6 separate regions of the Mus musculus genome follow, and all the other regions are linked to region 1. A link is a contact called in public HiChIP or PLAC-seq and promoter capture Hi-C data. All regions are on one chromosome and are shown on one strand. The core of a region is the stretch at or near the end of the contact, and the rest is flanking DNA. Distances in the headings are between cores, read along the strand shown.

Region 1 (2,725 bases), core at 65-2,564:
GCCCAATTCTTGACAAGGCCTCTGATGACAAAGATCTCCCAGTGACTGTGGTTCAGACGGGACTCTTATCACAGCAATCGCTGGAAAGCCCTATGAAGATGGTCTCTGCATTGCCTAACTACCTGCTGTAGTTCTGTAAGTAACAGACAACATTGGGACCAAGGGCTGTCACACACCACCTCAATGCTGTACCAACCTAGGGAAAACCTGTCCAATGCCTCTGGGTTTCAGCTGTGTCCCTCTCCTCCCTCCCCCCAATATAAAATGCCAAATCACACTGCCTGGCCTTGAAACACATTTCCCACCCAAAGTGGTCACTTCCTGCTGTCACTCTGGACCTGGGAAATGCCCTAGCAACTAGAAAAGTAGTCAGAACTGGAGGTCTGAACAGTCAAGAACTGTTAGGCAAATAAAACCCAGAAGGATCGCAGGGCAGTGGTGGCACACGCCTTTGATCCCAGCACTTGGGAGGCAGAGACAGGCAGATTTCTTGAGTTCAAGGCCTAGCCTGGTCTACAGAGTGAGTTCCAGGACAGCCAGAGCTACACAGAGAAACCCTGTCTCAAAAAACAAAAAAAACAAATAAGCAACCAAACAACCAAAATCCACAAGATCTATTTAAAGCTTTCCATATGTGGTGTGTTTGCTGCAAATTACAGAATAAAACAGATATACTCCTGGGAGAGGTAACCCCTAAGTGAAAATGTGAAAGACATTTCGAGGTTCCATGGAGAGTGAGGAGGTTGGGAAAAACAGAGGGGATGGAATATGCTGAGGCCTTTTTGCAACCAGATATCATCAGAACTAGGAAGAGTGCAAGCAGTGTTCCGTGCAACCTGTAAAATGTTCCATGGTGGAAGGAGATTCAGGACAGATAAAAGGATCTCCTCTAGGGCCTGCTCTGCAACCATCTTTGGGCGCCAGTGTGGCACGGAGCACATGGTCCTGGGGCTGGAAGCGAACACGCAAGATAGTCCAGAAACCCATCTTCCAAAGGCCCAGGAATGCGACTGCAGCCTCGGCGAGCCCTCTCCAGACTACAACTCCCAGATGCCCTCGGTTTACGGCAGACGCGCCTACTCCACCGCGCAGCGTCCCGGATGCAATCCTGCACGCTCCCGGGACCTGCCCTCTTCCGGTCCGCACGACATCTTACCTGCTCGGTCTTGTCTGGGGTGGTGCTGAGAAGGTTGTTGAGTTCCGGAAACATCGTGAACTGGGATAAAAATTATGGTTCTACAGAAAGAATGAAGGTCCAAGAACAGCACCCACAAGACCGTGCTCGCGAGCGCGAGAAAGCGCGCATGCGTGATCTCGCTGCCGGACTCGAGTCAGCCAATCAGGCTTGGGGTTGTGATGCTGCTGCTGCTGCTGCGCAAGCGCGTGAGCACGTATGCTCGTAAAGCTGAGCCTTAGAGCGATCTCTCATTCGGGCAATGGACCATTGTGCTGCTCTCAGTAGGTGCGGGTCCACACAGTGCTGGTGCTCCCTCACGATTTAGCACGAGCAGGCGAGCTTTCTCTTTCCGTTGCTCCCCCTCCCTCCGCACCTCCGGGTCTTAGTTGCTCCACGTCTTCCTAGTGTATTGCTCACAAACTTGGGCTAGATACATGGAACACATAGAGAAATGTTTGCAGGATCTTCGCAAAAAGAGAGAACAAACCTTACTAGCACAGAATTACATCCTGAAGAGCTTTTTGTATAAAGCAGAAGCCAGGAGGCCAAAGAGATGGCTCAGGGAATAAACGCTCTTCTTCCTCCCTCTGAAGACCACCCACATTGGGTTGCTCTACTTGTAACTCCAGCTCCAGGGGACCCGACGCCCTCTTCTGGGCTCTGCAGCACATGCACACACAATATACACAAAAAAATTTAAGGGGACTCAGAAGATTTTAGAGGACCCTAATTTGATTCTCATTATCCACTTGGCAACTTATAACCCTCTGTAACTACAGTCCCAGGGAATCTGATAGCCTCTTCTGGCCTCCAAGGGTACCAAGCATAGAAGTGGTGCACCTATACATACCATCAAAACGTATGCATAGTTTTATTTTAAATAAGCAAGGCCCTCCTCGGCCTTCTGCTAAAACAATAAAAGAACAAAAAAGAAAAGTCAGAGGGATACAGGTCAGTTGAAGAGTTCTTTCCTAGCATCAAAAACAACATAAAAAGCATGCTGCCAACATCTGTGATCTCAGCTGTCAGGAGGCTTAGGCAGGAGGGTTGCCAGCAAGTCTGAGCTTTGTGAAACTACCTCTAAAAAATAAAAATAATGGAACTGGGCGTTATGGGGCACACCTTTAATCCTAGTGTTCAGGAGGCAGAGGCAGGCAGATCTCTGGCAGTATGAGGCCATCCTGGTCTACAAAGTGAATCCAGGCTAGCCAGGCGAACACAGAAACCCCATCTCGAAAAAACAAGCAAGCAAACAAACAAAAAAGAGGAGGAGGAGGAAGAAGAGGAAGAAAGAAATATAAGCTAGTGGTGGTGGCACATACCTTTAATTTCAGCACTTAAGAAACAGAAGCAGGGCTGGTGAGATGGCTCAGTGGGTAAGAGCACCCGACTGCTCTTCTGAAGGTCCAGAGTTCAAATCCCAGCAACCACATGGTGGCTCACAACCATCTATAACAAGATCTGACTCCCTCTTCTGGTGTGTCTGAAGACAGCTACAGTGTACTTACATATAATAATAAATAAATCTTTAAAAAAAAAAAAAGAAAC
Region 2 (2,700 bases), core at 176-2,675, 2.5 Mb after region 1:
ACTCAACAGACAGACACAATTGAGAGGATGCCATTCATCCCTGGATGGAATCTGTCTAGGGATAGGGGAGTAGCTTTTGAGTTTAAAATTGAATTGGCAGCATGGTGGCTCACCTTTAATCCCAGCAACCAGTGAGTGAGTTCTTTATATCACCCTGGCTTTCCTGGAACTCACCTTTTTAGACCAGGCTGGCCTTGAACTCAGAGATCCAATTACCTCTGGGATTATAGGCATGGATCACCACACCCTGCTATAAGTGGTTTCTATGATCTGCAGACAAATGTATATTTTCTGCGGTTAAGTGTGTTATATATACTCAACCATAATTGGGCATATCTTAACATTTACATAATTGTATACTGAGAATACATAGATACAAAAGAAAGATGTTGAGTATGTGTTCCTTCAGCTGTGTTATCAGGCATTTCTAGCCAGTTTCAGTCACCCTAATTCCTGCACACCGTTATTCTTATCAGACTTGTAATCCCAGAAGGAGGTGAAAACTGGAGGGTCAGAAACAGTCCCACACTAAGGAGATGGATCTTGGTCAGTCTACATTGTGAATTCCAGGCTAACCAGAACTATAGAGACCCTTTCTAAAGAAAACAAAAGGGAGGGAAGGGAAGAAAAATTAAAAAAAAAAATGAGGGAAATCTGCTCCCTAATAACTACATATGCAGAGGACAAGTTATGGCAACTGGATGACAATATCTCCACAAAAAGCAGAGAGAGGGGGGGGGGGAACCTCTAGGGTTTTGTCTGTTTTGTTGGATTTTTTTTTTTAATGTGTAGTTGGGTGATGATTTGGTTTGAATTTGGGCTGCTTTGCATTTACTTATTGTTGGTGTATTTGAACACACATCCATGTTTGCCACATCAGAAGACTACTCTCATGCGTGGTTCTCTTTCCATCCTGTGAATTGCAGGGATGGAACTCAGGGTTTTAGGCTTGGCAGTAAGCCTTACCTGATGAGGCTATCTCACAGGCTTGGTTTTATTGTTGTTTTGTTTGCTTGTGGCAGGGTCTTACAACAAAATATCCCTATTGTTCTGGAGTTCATATTCTAGTGCTGGCATGGCTTCTGAAAACAAGCTAGTTCAGTTTCCAGTTTACCGAATTATTAGCTCTGTATGTTTGTAAAACGACTAGGGAAGTAATCCGTAGTATGCCTTCTCTACGAACTGGATTATACGTTTTACAGTGTGTCAAGCGCTGGTAAAGTTCACATCCGGGTTCTCAGAAGCTGAATGGCAGCTTTGTCATGGAGCAGATGAAATACGCAAAAAAATTAACGCAGGGTATAGTGACAGGCTGCCTGGGCGACCACACTTCCCGGCAGCCCTCGCGCAGACCGGCACCCTCGCTGATTGGACGCCTCTGGAGAGGCGGGTAGGATGGGAGGTGGGGGAAGGTCGACGCGCGAGGGACTGTGGGTAGGAGAAGACGGTCGGTGGAGACGCCATTTTGTGGAGCGGCCGAACCTTGTAGGAGGTTCTGGGGCGCAGAGCCGCTACTGCTCCTGCTTTGTTCCCTCTGTGGGGGTGAGTGCGGCTGCCGTCCATTACACCCCAGTGATTTTGCAATTGGTGCTGTCCCTTAAGTCTGCCTGTCAGCCGCCAGAGGTGACCGCTCAGCCGAGTCTTTGAAGAGACTAAACTAAGCAAGCGCTTGAGGGCCGCGCCCCTCCTCGCCTCTGGCTCTGCTGGCTTTCATAGGTTGCCCCCTAGCCCGGTCCTCGACCCGCCTCTTTGGAGTTGTTTGTCTCTTGCTGGGACGTTGTCCCGAATCCCCTGTCGTGCGGAGCTGTGGAGCGCCTGGCAGTCTCTTAAGCCATCATCGCCCTGAGTCTCCAACTGAATCTCGCTGTGCGAAAGGTGGTTGGGAATGGGTGTGGGGAGGGATGGATGGAAGATAAGAAAGATGGACTGAATGCCGGATTCAGTTGCGCCGCCATCTCGGCTGCGATACCCCGCGGAGGTGGGCATGGGCAACCTCCCTGGGAGGTGGGTGCGGGCATCTCGGGCGAAAACAAGGGACAGCCGTAGCCGTTCGACCCCGGAACTTGACCCACTAGATGTCTCTTATTTTTTAAGTCAACGAATGTTTGTTAAGTGCTTGCTTTAAAAGACCAGATTCTAGAAATGGCAGTAACTATAGTTTCTGGGACATCACAGGCATCATAGCTGTGTGATGTTTTATTACGGCCAATCGGCCGGGGAAAGGCTGTGGGTCACTCGGTGGCCTGTTGTCGATCAGGGCTGGTCCAAGACATAGGTGTTATTGATACACAGATATTAAGCCGAGTCAAGGTTTGGTCTTGTCTTACTGAAATAAATTGAGATCAGGCGATGTGTTATATATGTAAATTTCAATCAGATCAGCATTCCAGCTTCTAAGTTTTTGTCAGAAAAATTTGAGATCGTGTTACAATTTTAGTGTTGAATTTTATATTAACGAAGACAGTTGGATGAATGCTTTAATCATTGTCCATCTCAATAAATAGCGTTGCTTTGGTTATGAAAATCAGGAGCTTTTTGCTTTGTAATTGTAGTGGGAGTGTCCAAGGTGTCTAAAGCCTTCACCCTTCTTGAGTTTCTTATTGAATATATGATCTTAATATGTTAAAGTGACCTTCATCTTCCTGCTTCTTAACACAATTATGACTTAGTGTTGACAGCCTCCTTTTCCTTCCTCTTTTT
Region 3 (2,700 bases), core at 86-2,585, 2.4 Mb after region 1:
TGAAAGCTTAGGGAGAGAGCAGGTGATACAAAGTAGCTTTAGTGGCGGGGTTACTTCTAACCTAACTACACAATGGCTCCTTAGGAATGGAGCTCAGGCCACACAACACTGTATTATGTGGTTTTGTTTGTTTGTCTTTTTGACACAAGGTCTGGGAAAATTCAGGCTGACTTTTGCCTTACTTATGTAGCTGAGACTAACCTTAAAACTCCCAATCATTCAGTCTCCACACTGTCCCTCCTCCCCAGCCTGTACTGGGATATGCAACACAACAGACTCTAAGGTCGGTTTTAAACAAAGCTTTGCAAATGGGAGACACCCAGAAGTGTTCACACCACTTCCTGCTTTGTGGGCCCTATTGCCCCTCAAAAACCTCCCAGTCTCCCAAAGGAGACCTCTCTTCTACCTTATTTTCTCTTTGGTTGGGAGCTTTGGATCAGCCTGCTCAGTTGCAAAGGGACTCTTTCGTCACCCACAAGACAACTGAACATCAGGACCCCTCGACGACAGGAACACACTTCCTTGCCATTCCAAGTTAAGCCAGGTGTACTGGAGTGTCTGATCAACGAGGTGTTTCTGGATAGAAACAATCCAAAGCATTCCAGCAAACGACAGACCCTTAAAGATTGCCAGAAACCTATCAGCATAAATTGGTCTGTTTCTTTTTTTGTTTTGTTTTGCGAGACAGGGTTTCTCTGTATAGCCCTGGCTGTCCTGGAATTCACTCTGTAGACCAGGCTGGCCTCGAACTCAGAAATCCGCCTGCCTCTGCCTCCCAAGTGCTGGGATTAAAGGCTTGCGCCACCACCGCCCGGCTGTTGGTCTGTCTCTTGACTCTCAAATAAAATACAATAGCTCGTTAGTGCAGTAAAAGCTCATCTTCGCTCAAACTAATAGTTTTGAAGTCATTTCTTAGCGCAATAAAGAAGCACTCTTTCACCGTGGGCTACCGGTATCACTTCCACCTGGCCCACTTCGGCCCAGGTTGGAAAGCTTCCGTGAGGCTCCTCTAATGTCGTCGTCACTTGTCTTAGTTCGGAGGAGGGATTGTCTCTAGGCCCGACACCCCCATAGCGTCTAAGTGGTTCTAGGACACGCACGGGGCCCTACACCGCCGTCACTCACCATTGCAGATGAAAAGTGTGGCCACAGTGGATGGCAGCCACGTCACGGGAGTGATCGAAGAAGTCGGAGCAGATAGTGCACAGAGCGCGGATAGGCATGATGGCTCGACTCAAGCAGCCCAGGGAACCAGCTGCCAGCGACAGACACAGTTTGGTGGCCGAACCGGCCACCGCTCCGGTTCCTTCAAATTTCGCTCCACCGCACGACTTCCGGTAGTGAACCGGAAGGAATAACAAACCCACGCCTGAGTGCTTCCCTCTGATTGGACAAACTTCGGGGCGGGGCGCTGGAGGGCTGTGATAAGCAGCCCGCCAGCCGTGCGGAATCCTGGGATTTAGCTCCTTCGGGTCTCCTGGGAGTGGGTCCCTGTTTCTACCGCAAAACCCTGCGATCCCCTGTGGCGTAAAACAGTGAAACTACAGTCTGACCCCTATCCCTGCTAAGCCGGGTATTGTCTCAAGCTAGAGCCGGTGCGAAGTGAACCAGACCCCTTCTTGCTGCACTTCAGGGCAGTCAAATAGACTGGAATGCCAAGAAAAGGGGATGATGGTACCATGGCTATGGAAAGTAATAGGCCATACGCTGGCAGCCCACAGTTCCCAAACAGAAAGAGGGCTCCCCACTTTCTAAACCTTCTACTATGGATCATCTTGGAAAGGTGGACACATTAAGTCCTAGCCCTTCGAACCACTACACTAGTCCTGGCTTTATTCAAATATGACCTAATAACCTTTGAGATTAGGTAGACACTGGAGCTAGTAATTTAGCCCTTTCCTCCCAGAATGCCTCATACCTGAGACTGTAGGATGGTGATTTTGGAGGTACAGATGCTTCAAAGACCAGGAAATAACAAACCCTCTTTATTATTCCCACATCAGATAATTTAAGGTCCTCCCTGAGAAAGGCCATCTTGAGTTGAAGCGAGGCTCCTTAGCGATTTTTACGGTATCGTTAGCAGTATTACTCCCTCAGAAGAAGCATACATAACTTTATAAAGTAGGTCTGCTCCAGCCGGGGAAGACAGAATGAAATCTTTTTGGTCTAAGTGGAAAGCACAGGTATTCACAGGAAGTAGGCATCAAGAAGCACAGAACTGTTGTGCAATCCCACCCTCTCCCCACTGTGCCCACGCGCAAGGTCACTTCCTATAGTGGTTGGCCCTGAGTAGATTCCACCTCTAAGTCCAAGTTAAGACAAAGGCTCTTTGTCAACAAGAATCGGAAAAGCGTCAGCCCTTCGGCGCTCAGCTCGGGATAGTTTTTAGCTGAAACACACCACTCTCGTGGGATTTTTAGCGTCCAGAGGAGTCCCATCAACATCATCCAGGTAGACACTGGAGAAGGTGACCTCCACTCTCACTCCAAGCAACACACTAAGCATCAACCGCTACCCAAAAACTGATCGTCCCACAGCCTCGTCCCTCCCGCACTGCCTTCCATAGGCTCCTCCCCAAGAGGACAGAGGAAGCAAAGGCAAGAGGGTGGCCAGAGGCTTTGCAGGGTGACGTTTATTTGCCAGGTTCAGTAGGCACACAGTTAGCCCACCAACCTTCACATACCAGAGCAGACCCACAGG
Region 4 (2,700 bases), core at 60-2,559, 2.0 Mb after region 1:
AGTTCCAGGACAGCCAGGGCTACACAGAGAAACCCTGTCTCGAAAAACAAAAAGCAACAGCAAAAAAGAAGAATAGTAGGATCCTGCACTGGAGGGGTTTGGGGAGCCTAGAGTACCAACTGCCATAGCAGTAGTTTCCATCTCGATGCACACCAGCATCACCTATGGAACTTAAACAAAACAAAACAAAACACACAAAAGCACAGATATCAGGACTAGAGAGATGGCTCAGCAATGAAGAGTACTTGGTGCTCTTGCAGAGGACCAGGTTTGGTTCCCAGCACCTACACGGCACCTCACAGCTGTTCATAACTCCAGTTCCAGAGGATTCAGAACCTTTTTCTGGCCTCTACTAGTACCAGCCATGCACAAGGTATATATGCAGACATGCAAAAACAACACTCATAGATTTAAAATAAAGCTTTTTTAAAATAAAAATATTAAATAAGTAAATAAAAATATAGATGTCAAAGATCCACCTCAAACACACTGACTCAGATTTTCCAGGGTCGGATCAATTAACTAGGTTTCCCCAGATTGTTGGGAAGCAACATCTTGCGAGAGAATGACATATTGTAATACAAAGCACATAGAGCCAAGAGGGTGGGTAAGGGAAGGATGCTATGCCATTAGAGGTAGCCTTTGTCCTGTGTTGAGGTCATGCAACGCCCTGTCACTGTCAGTTGAAATGGAAGAACAACTAGGGATTGGAAACAAGTCACCAGGAGGACCTAGATGAAGGCTAGGTTGCACCTGACCTGTGGCAGGGGCCACTGGAATGGTACGTTTGCATCATTGTTTGACGATTGCAGCTACGGCCGAAATCAAATATCCTCTCACTTGTACTGAGATTCAAATTGTAGTTCCAGTGATATCCTGGGCACTGGGAAGAGATGCTGAAGAGGATAGGACGGGAAACTCTAGTCTATTTAATAAAGCTTATTAATAAAGACTGTAAATGCTTCTGAATAGGCCCAATTCGCAAAAGCAAGAGACACTGTAGAAGCTGTGTAAATGCCTAGGAAACGCCCAAGTTACTAGGTATTCCCCGCCCAGAAGCCTTGATCGCTTATATGGGGGGTTGCTCACCTCGAAAGGCGCGATGTTGGGAAAAGTGACATCGACGACCAGCACGCCAGGCCGACCTTGAGAGGTCCTCATGTCGCCCACTTGCAGGGCTACAGTGCTTTTCACATGACAGGGCACCAACACACGGGACATGATTTGGGAGATTACAACCAAGCAAAATCACCGCTCACAGTCTCCATCCAACCACTAGCTCTTATTGGCGTCCCTTATCAACCAAAAGAACTACAACTCCCAGGCCACATAACGTTTGTAACAGTTCAGCCAATCACCGATGATCAGGGCGGGTCAAGAGTCGGAAATGTCAACGGAAGTTCTTCTTCAACCAATCATCCTCGCGTCTGTAAGTCCCTCCCGGGCTGCTCCGGGCAACCGTCGAGCCGTTCTTTATCCAAAGGATCCAGAATGCTTTGGGCTGTCTTATCCCTCACTTAAATTCTGCTACTTTATTAGGTTAAGATGTATAAAACAATCAGGCGTTTAGTGTCACTCGCTTTCAATCCCGGCACTTGGGAGGCAAAGGCAGGCAGGTCTCCGAGTTCGAAGCCAGTCTGGTCTACAGAGAGTTCCAGGACAGCCAAGGATGTTACACAAAGGAATTATTTCTCCATAGCATCCACAAGATCCATCTGGGTACAACCCGAGGTATATGGCAACTTAAGGGATATGGCACCTTTTCCTGACCTCGGAACTATGGTATTTTTAAAACTACAAACCAGATCAGGTATATTGGTGCAAGCCTTTAATCCCAACATTGAGGAGGCAGAGTCAGAAGCAGGTGAATCACTGAGAGTTTAAAACCAATCTGATTTACAAAGAGAGTTCCAAGCCAGTCCTGTCTCAAAAACAAACAAACAAACAAACAAAGTGGGGTCACAAGGTATTGATTCACTCCTGTAATCCCACCAAAATTGTAAAATTTAGTTAAGAAATAAAATGCCAGGCATTGGTGACACTTTAGTTAACCCAGCACTTGGAAGGTAGAAGCAGAATCGGTAAGATCAGAGGTTCAAGGCTAATCTCATGAATGTAGTAGGTTTCAGGTTAGCTTGGGCTATGTGAGGCCCTAGCTAAAAAAAAAAAAAAAAAAAAAAAAAAAAAAAAGCAAAACAGTCAATAAATTGATTGACCGGAGAAGAGGCAAATACTTGGTTTGGGATTTGTTTATTTTTTGAGACAAGATCTCACTACAGATGTAGATGAAGCAAACCTCAAATTCAGAGAGATCCATCTGCCTCCATAATTCTGGGATTAAAGGTATGTGTTATCATGCCAACCTACCAAGTTTTCCTTTTACATTTTATATTGAGGCATTTGGGAACATTAAAGAATCTGAGGTGTATGGTCAGGAATTTCAGTCCATGCAGCAGGAGAGATGGCTTAGCAGTTAAAAGCCCCTGCTACTTTTCCAGAGAATGAAGTTTAGTTCCCAAAACTCCCATCAGGCTCCAATGAATGCCTGTAACTTAAATGCTCTCTTCTGGCCTCTAGGGAAATTTGAACTTATGTGTACATACCCCTACACAGCCCCTTGTGCATTGCGTACACATAGCTTAAAATTAAACCTAGCAGTGGTGGTACACACTTTAATCCCAGCACTCAGGAGGCCGAGGT
Region 5 (2,700 bases), core at 154-2,653, 2.4 Mb after region 1:
GGTTCAGTTCATTATCCTCAAGGCAGGAACATGGCATCCAGGAAGACATGACTTAGGAGGAGCTGAGAGTTCTACATCTTTACCTGAAAGCTGCTAGCAGAATACTGACTTCCAGGCAGCTAGGATAAGAATCTTATTGCCTACACCCACAGTGACACACCTACTCCAACAGGGTCACAACTTCTAATAGTGCCACTCCCTGAGCTGAGCATATGCAAACCATCACACAGGGGTTCCTTTTTGTAGCCCAGACTGTACTAGAACTCACTCTGTAGAACAGGCTTGCCTTGAACTCAAAGGTACATCTGTTTCTGCCTCTGGAGTGGAGGGATTAAAGTATTGCACCATCACTTCCTGTCTCCATGCCCAGCTTTTTCCAGTGGGCATTTATGGCAGCAGCATTTATTGATATTTTATTTGTCACATATGTACAGTCCCCTCAGAGGCTAGAAAAGAGCATTGGATCTCTTTGAACTGAAGGAACAGAGGATTGTGAACCGCCACGTAGTTTTTGGGAATTGAACCTCTGGAGAGCAACCAGTGTTTTTAACTGATGAACTGTTTCTCCAAGTGTCTTTCTTTGACCTTGAAGAATCGAATTAGGCTACAATATCATATATCGCCAGGGCATACACACAAGGCACCAGGTGGCTGGGATAAGCAAACCCCTCACAATATAGACAATCTACCTGAGAACTTGGGAGTCAGGTAGATCATTAGCTGGAAGATTCTGGAAGAGGTTGCGTATCAACAGTTACTTTGCTTTCTTTCCGTTAGAATTACGATGTGCAGTTTTTGTGGCGAGTCACGCGTGTCTACATTTATTGCCTAGAGCTAGCGGGACCTGTAGAAACAAGTTTTATTATTTTTTTTTAATGGGTTGAGCTACTGAACCTTTTTACACGGATGATTTCCGCCTGGAGTGTTTGACCAGAAGTCTGTCGGAAGGTAAAAAAGGACGAGTCTTTGGGTCCTAATACTTCAACTCAAGCAGTACTTTTGCATTTATTCTCTGGACTTAGGTAGAAGGGGTCTTATTTATGTAGCCGAAAAGCCAGCAGCCCTTTGCCGTAACGGAATAAGACCGGAAAGATCTCCTCCCATTTTCTGCACCCGAACTGACAATCTCTCTCTTTCCCAAGGGGCAAGGCAGGACCGTCCCCCAGCACCTGGCAGGGTGTGTCACTAGGCTGTCTAAGCCACCCGGACCCCTTGCACACTTGCGAGGAAAACACCAGAGAAGCAGTGACAGCACTGAAGCCAAACCATAACTCCCGGCAGGCCCTGCGGAGAAGCGTGCCTTCTAATTGGGCAGTGGCTAACAGCGTGCCTTTCCATTGGGCAGCAGCTCCACCAGCCGTCAAAGCCGCTGCGCGCAGGGCACGGCGGGAGAGGAGGCCGCGGGATTTGCGGCCGTACTTCATCTCCCGGCGGGCCCAGCGCTGAAGGCGGTGGCGCGACGCCTTTGTGGAAGCCGGAGCCCACCGGGAGGAAGTTCCGGTCTCCGGGACGCTGGGTCCGTGGCGGCCTCTGAGGAGGAGGAGAAGCGGGCCGCGGCGGCTACGCTGCTTTGGTAAGGGCCCAGGCTAGGAGAGAGGGCGTGCCCGAGCTTCTGGGACGGGGTCAGCGGGCCTGGCGGCTCTGGAAATCGCGGGCCCGCGCGGCCTAGCAGCCGTGGCTTCGAAGACACGGGGCGGCCGCGGCCTCGCTCGCTTGCGAAAACAGTCGTGTGTCGCGGGAGGCGCCGCTCGCGGCAGGAACGCCCCGGAACGGTCGCGGGCCCGGGGCGGGGCCCGAGGCGGCTGTAGAATTACCGGTCCCAGCGCGGAGCGGCCAGCTGTGGGGCGAGGGACCCGCGCGTGGCAGCGGTTCTGGCGCTCAGCTCTGTGGTGCTGCAGGAGAGATTTCTTTCTCTTTCCCCTTGTGTTTGTGATCTTGTCCTGAGAGACATCACTAGATACGGAACTCTTGTGCCCTGCAAGTAACCTTGGCCGCCCACCCAGACACCCAACCAGGAAGGTGCGAGAGTTCAGAACCTGGCCCACGGGCCCGTAGAACCGGGAGGTGGGCGAGGGTGACTGGTGGGTTCTGTACCGGTTGGGCGAATGTAGGAGGAGAGTGATGTTCCCACATATTCGTGCTTTAGATTCCTTTTGGCGTTGTTAATAATGTGCTTTTCTTTTAACTTTATAATTGACGTTGAGCTAATGAATTCAAGTGTGGGGTTGCGTTTCTTAATTAAAAACAAAAGGCCTTATTTGTAGAGCACATATACTTGAGGTAGTTTGTATATTTTCTCCTCCCCCTCACCCCCACCCTAGGCATTCTTATTAATTTCAGACTAATTGGATATAAGTTAAGGAGTAGGTTTTTTTTTTTTTCTTTTTTATCCGCTTGATCACCCAGGTCATTTTCTGAACTCTGGATTGTGCCTTAGGATTGTTAGTTTTCAACTTCCTGTTGACTAAATATGTCACAGTTAACATTACTAAGCTTGTGAGAATCAAAGGGGAAAGTGTCAACAGCTAATGACAATGTGGAAAGTAACTTAGCACTAAAATACTAACTTGAGGAAACATAGTGGTTGAATCTACTGCCAGGCTTAGTGGAGTTTAATCCTGAAGTTTAGGAGGATGAGGCAGGAGGATGTCAGGTTTGAAGCGCCCTAAGCTGCATTGAGACCCTAAAAACTTTGAGTCT
Region 6 (2,700 bases), core at 43-2,542, 2.8 Mb after region 1:
TAGACAAGAACCCCAGAGCAGCTTTCTTTCTCCTTGTGAATGCTGAGATGCCGCAGCTCTTGCTCTCATGTGGCATTCTGTCACAAACTGCTACACTAGCTGAGTTTGTGACATACTTGTATAGTGAATGAGATGATCTGGAGGCACACACAGGCCTACAGTGCCATTTTTAAGTTCCTATATGGCCCAAAGCACCGATTCTCAACTCAAAACTATACATCAGAACTTGGGAGGCAGGGGCAGGTGGGTTGCTTGTCACAGCCTGGTCTGCATAGAGAGTTCTAGGCAAGCCAGGGCTGCAGAGTGAAACCCTGTCTTAAAACACAACAAAACAACCAAAAAACCAAACCAAAACAGAAAAACCAGGATGCCTAAGGTCCACTTTCAACAACGGAGTCAACAAGTCTGAGAGGAGAAGTAGGCGCGAGGAGACTGGAAGGTATATATTGTCCTGCGTGGTTCTGTTTGCTGGTAATTCCTAGGTCAGAAGGACCACTCATTGTGTGTGTGGCTGGACTCCATGTTTTAGCCTCTGCATCCTTGACTCAAAACAACCTTGACTGAAGTTTCAATAGAATTCCTACTAACAAGGAGCCTAACTAAGGTTCTAACTTTTTCTGGCCCCCTATTAATGTGGGAGACGTCACCCAGGAATCTAGAGGGGGAACACAGTGAGCCAATCGTTGGGAAGAGGCGGGCCTCGGAATGTAGGCTCAGAGCTCAGCAGGCACAAAGGCTTTTCAAGAAAGGGCACAAGCACTTTAAAGACAAACTTGAAGCACCTTCTTATTCACAGACAACTAACTCTGCCCAACTGTGCACGGACAGAGCGTGACAAGTGATAAACCATTTTCTCAAGCACTCTCCCTGATGGAGCAAGGCCAGGAGATCTGGTCTGCAGGATCATCACAACTGACCAGCCCTCCACTGCCGCTTGACCCGCAACTATGGTGCTGCCTCCCTTTCCGTAGTCGCTGGCTGTGTGGGGCCGCTTACTCACGCGCGCACTGTAGGCCCTTGCGCACGACGCCCCAGATGAAGTCTCCACAGAGGTCGCACCACGTGTGCGTGGTGGGCCCTGCAGGCTGGAAACGGTGGCCACGACCCGGGACGTGCTGCTGTGACGGATTGCGTGTTGTACCCGGGGCGATGCGCAGAGCGTTGGCACGCTCCAGCCGGGTACGGCCTGGACCGATGCGCCCGGACGGTGCCAGCTCGCGTAGTTCAATGAGTTCTGGCTCCGCCGACATGGCCCGGTCAGGCCGGTGCTGTAGCGGACTAGCAGCTAGTGAGTACCGAGCGGGCGAGGCCGCAGGGCGGGCCGCGACTTCGGCACCGCCCCCAGGATCCAGGCAGGGCGGCGGGAAAGAGCCGAGGAGGACGCGCTGGAACCCTAGGCGAGCCGACCGTGTGGACTTGTGGGCGGGGCACGGCACAGGGGTGGGCCCTTTCAAAGAGCCCCTTCCCAATCTTTCCGTCCAGTCTTCTCCCCCGACCCCAAGGATGACTGTACAGCGCCACACTGTTGCGTTTCATGAGTCTGCTTTATTGTGCGAAAGGAAGAGGGTCTCCACATCCGGCCCTTGCTTACACCCCCCAACCCTGTCTGCCAGTTTGCTGATGCTGTGGCCTGGTCCTCTGCGTATTCGCTGGGTGGGGCAGGAAGTGAAGAGTGTGGTGGTTTGCAGCTCTACTTGACTCAGCTGTGCTCACCAGGGAAATTGAGGTCTGACAGGGGCGAGCCACGAGTCCCTGAAGCTCAGTCACAGTCTGGGTGCGCTCTTCTGTCGGCCCTCGGCAGCTACGGCCTTCACTTGGCTCTGTCACCTTGGGCTGCTAGAACACATGTCTTTCCGTGCTTCTCCCAGTGCTTGACTTGACACTCCCTGCAGCGGGGTGGGTTGCATGACAATGACAGGGCTTGTAGGAGAACCCAGGGTTGGAGCTTAGGGGGGCAACTAAGGTCCCAGGATCGCCTCACCTGCAGCAATACCACACATTCTGGCATCTGGAGCAGCGCTTGGAGGCCTCTGCGTTGCAGTAGCCGCAGCGGGGCCTCTCCGGAGCTACTGCCTCTAGGACATCCAGCCTGTAGGTTTCAGCCCACCTGGGGGAGGAGTCGAGAAGAGCTGAATGGACGGACCGGGCAGGTAGGTGCACAGAAGCACTAGGTGACCTTCCCTCCTTGGTCCTATGCACGTGACTTCAGCCACTCAGTGGACTTTACCTCTGTGCTTGTTGACGAAGATCCTTCTCCGAGAGGCTGAATACGTGCTGAAGCTGGTGCTTGGCGATAGCCTGCCATTTCCCTTTGTTCTCTCTCTCCAGGCGATCCCAGATTTCTGGGATCTAAAAAAGTGTAATGGAGACAGGGAGGAAGGAGCCGGAAAAGTGGACCACCGTCCCAAGCACTCCCAAGCATGTTCTAGGGCCTTACCTGTTCTAACACTAGGTCCTTCTTAGGGGGCTGGGTTTCAGCCAGGGACAGGTGGGCCAGGAAACCCTTCAGATCGGCAAGATTGGGCAACTGGTCGAGTAGTGTGTCAGTGAGGAAGGCCTGAAGCTGCAAGAGATCCAGGGAAGGCCATTGAGAAACTAACTGTTCCTAGCCAGAGGGCCAAGAGACAGGAAGTCCTGAAATTGGGCTGAGCGTCCTTGGAGGGTTTGCATCTTACCAGCTCCCCTGTCGATGCCTGAAGC

The links. Promoter capture Hi-C pulls out the DNA fragments that hold promoters and counts their contacts. HiChIP or PLAC-seq counts read pairs in DNA pulled down with a chosen protein or histone mark.
Region 2: a contact with region 1 is called in a promoter capture Hi-C map of pre-B cells, with 5 times the contacts expected there. The contact joins the promoter of Rbm5 here to the promoter of Elp6 in region 1. A contact is called at or near these places in 2 of 39 promoter capture datasets (liver and pre-B cells) and 1 of 115 datasets of contacts at active chromatin or transcription factors (astrocytes).
Region 3: a contact with region 1 is called in a promoter capture Hi-C map of pre-B cells, with 3 times the contacts expected there. The contact joins the promoter of Traip here to the promoter of Elp6 in region 1. A contact is called at or near these places in 2 of 39 promoter capture datasets (liver and pre-B cells).
Region 4: a promoter capture Hi-C map of pre-B cells shows a contact between it and region 1, with 3 times the contacts expected there. The contact joins the promoter of Nicn1 here to the promoter of Elp6 in region 1. A contact is called at or near these places in 2 of 39 promoter capture datasets (liver and pre-B cells) and 1 of 484 Hi-C or Micro-C datasets (B cells).
Region 5: a contact with region 1 is called in a promoter capture Hi-C map of liver, with 6 times the contacts expected there. The contact joins the promoter of Rbm6 here to the promoter of Elp6 in region 1. A contact is called at or near these places in 3 of 39 promoter capture datasets (liver and pre-B cells).
Region 6: an H3K27ac HiChIP or PLAC-seq map of thymic regulatory T cells shows a contact between it and region 1, with 8 times the contacts expected there. The contact joins the promoter of Rassf1 here to the promoter of Elp6 in region 1. A contact is called at or near these places in 1 of 39 promoter capture datasets (pre-B cells) and 1 of 115 datasets of contacts at active chromatin or transcription factors (thymic regulatory T cells).

The regions. Positions count from the first base shown.
Region 1 is chr9:110,303,781-110,306,505 of GRCm38.p6, reverse strand. Elp6 (elongator acetyltransferase complex subunit 6) reads right to left here and starts at 1,314. Exons shown (of 7, transcript NM_001081381.1): 1 at 1,157-1,314. The coding sequence starts at 1,210.
Region 2 is chr9:107,769,727-107,772,426 of GRCm38.p6, reverse strand. It overlaps Rbm5 (RNA binding motif protein 5), which reads left to right and starts at 1,425. Exons shown (of 25, transcript NM_148930.3): 1 at 1,425-1,542.
Region 3 is chr9:107,949,598-107,952,297 of GRCm38.p6, reverse strand. Traip (TRAF-interacting protein) reads right to left here and starts at 1,335. Exons shown (of 15, transcript NM_011634.3): 1 at 1,126-1,335. The coding sequence starts at 1,223. Camkv (CaM kinase-like vesicle-associated) reads right to left here. Exons shown (of 11, transcript NM_145621.2): 11 at 2,607-2,700.
Region 4 is chr9:108,289,052-108,291,751 of GRCm38.p6, reverse strand. Nicn1 (nicolin 1) reads right to left here and starts at 1,309. Exons shown (of 6, transcript NM_025449.4): 1 at 1,090-1,309. The coding sequence starts at 1,221.
Region 5 is chr9:107,871,522-107,874,221 of GRCm38.p6, reverse strand. It overlaps Rbm6 (RNA binding motif protein 6), which reads left to right and starts at 1,403. Exons shown (of 21, transcript NM_011251.3): 1 at 1,403-1,573.
Region 6 is chr9:107,550,147-107,552,846 of GRCm38.p6, reverse strand. It overlaps Rassf1 (Ras association (RalGDS/AF-6) domain family member 1), which reads right to left and starts at 1,292. Exons shown (of 6, transcript NM_001243748.1): 1 at 1,001-1,292. The coding sequence starts at 1,250. It overlaps Zmynd10 (zinc finger, MYND domain containing 10), which reads right to left. Exons shown (of 12, transcript NM_053253.4): 9 at 2,438-2,563; 10 at 2,228-2,349; 11 at 1,982-2,107; 12 at 1,526-1,886. The coding sequence ends at 1,811. Gm34106 (predicted gene, 34106) reads left to right here and starts at 2,010. Exons shown (of 2, transcript NR_168657.1): 1 at 2,010-2,150.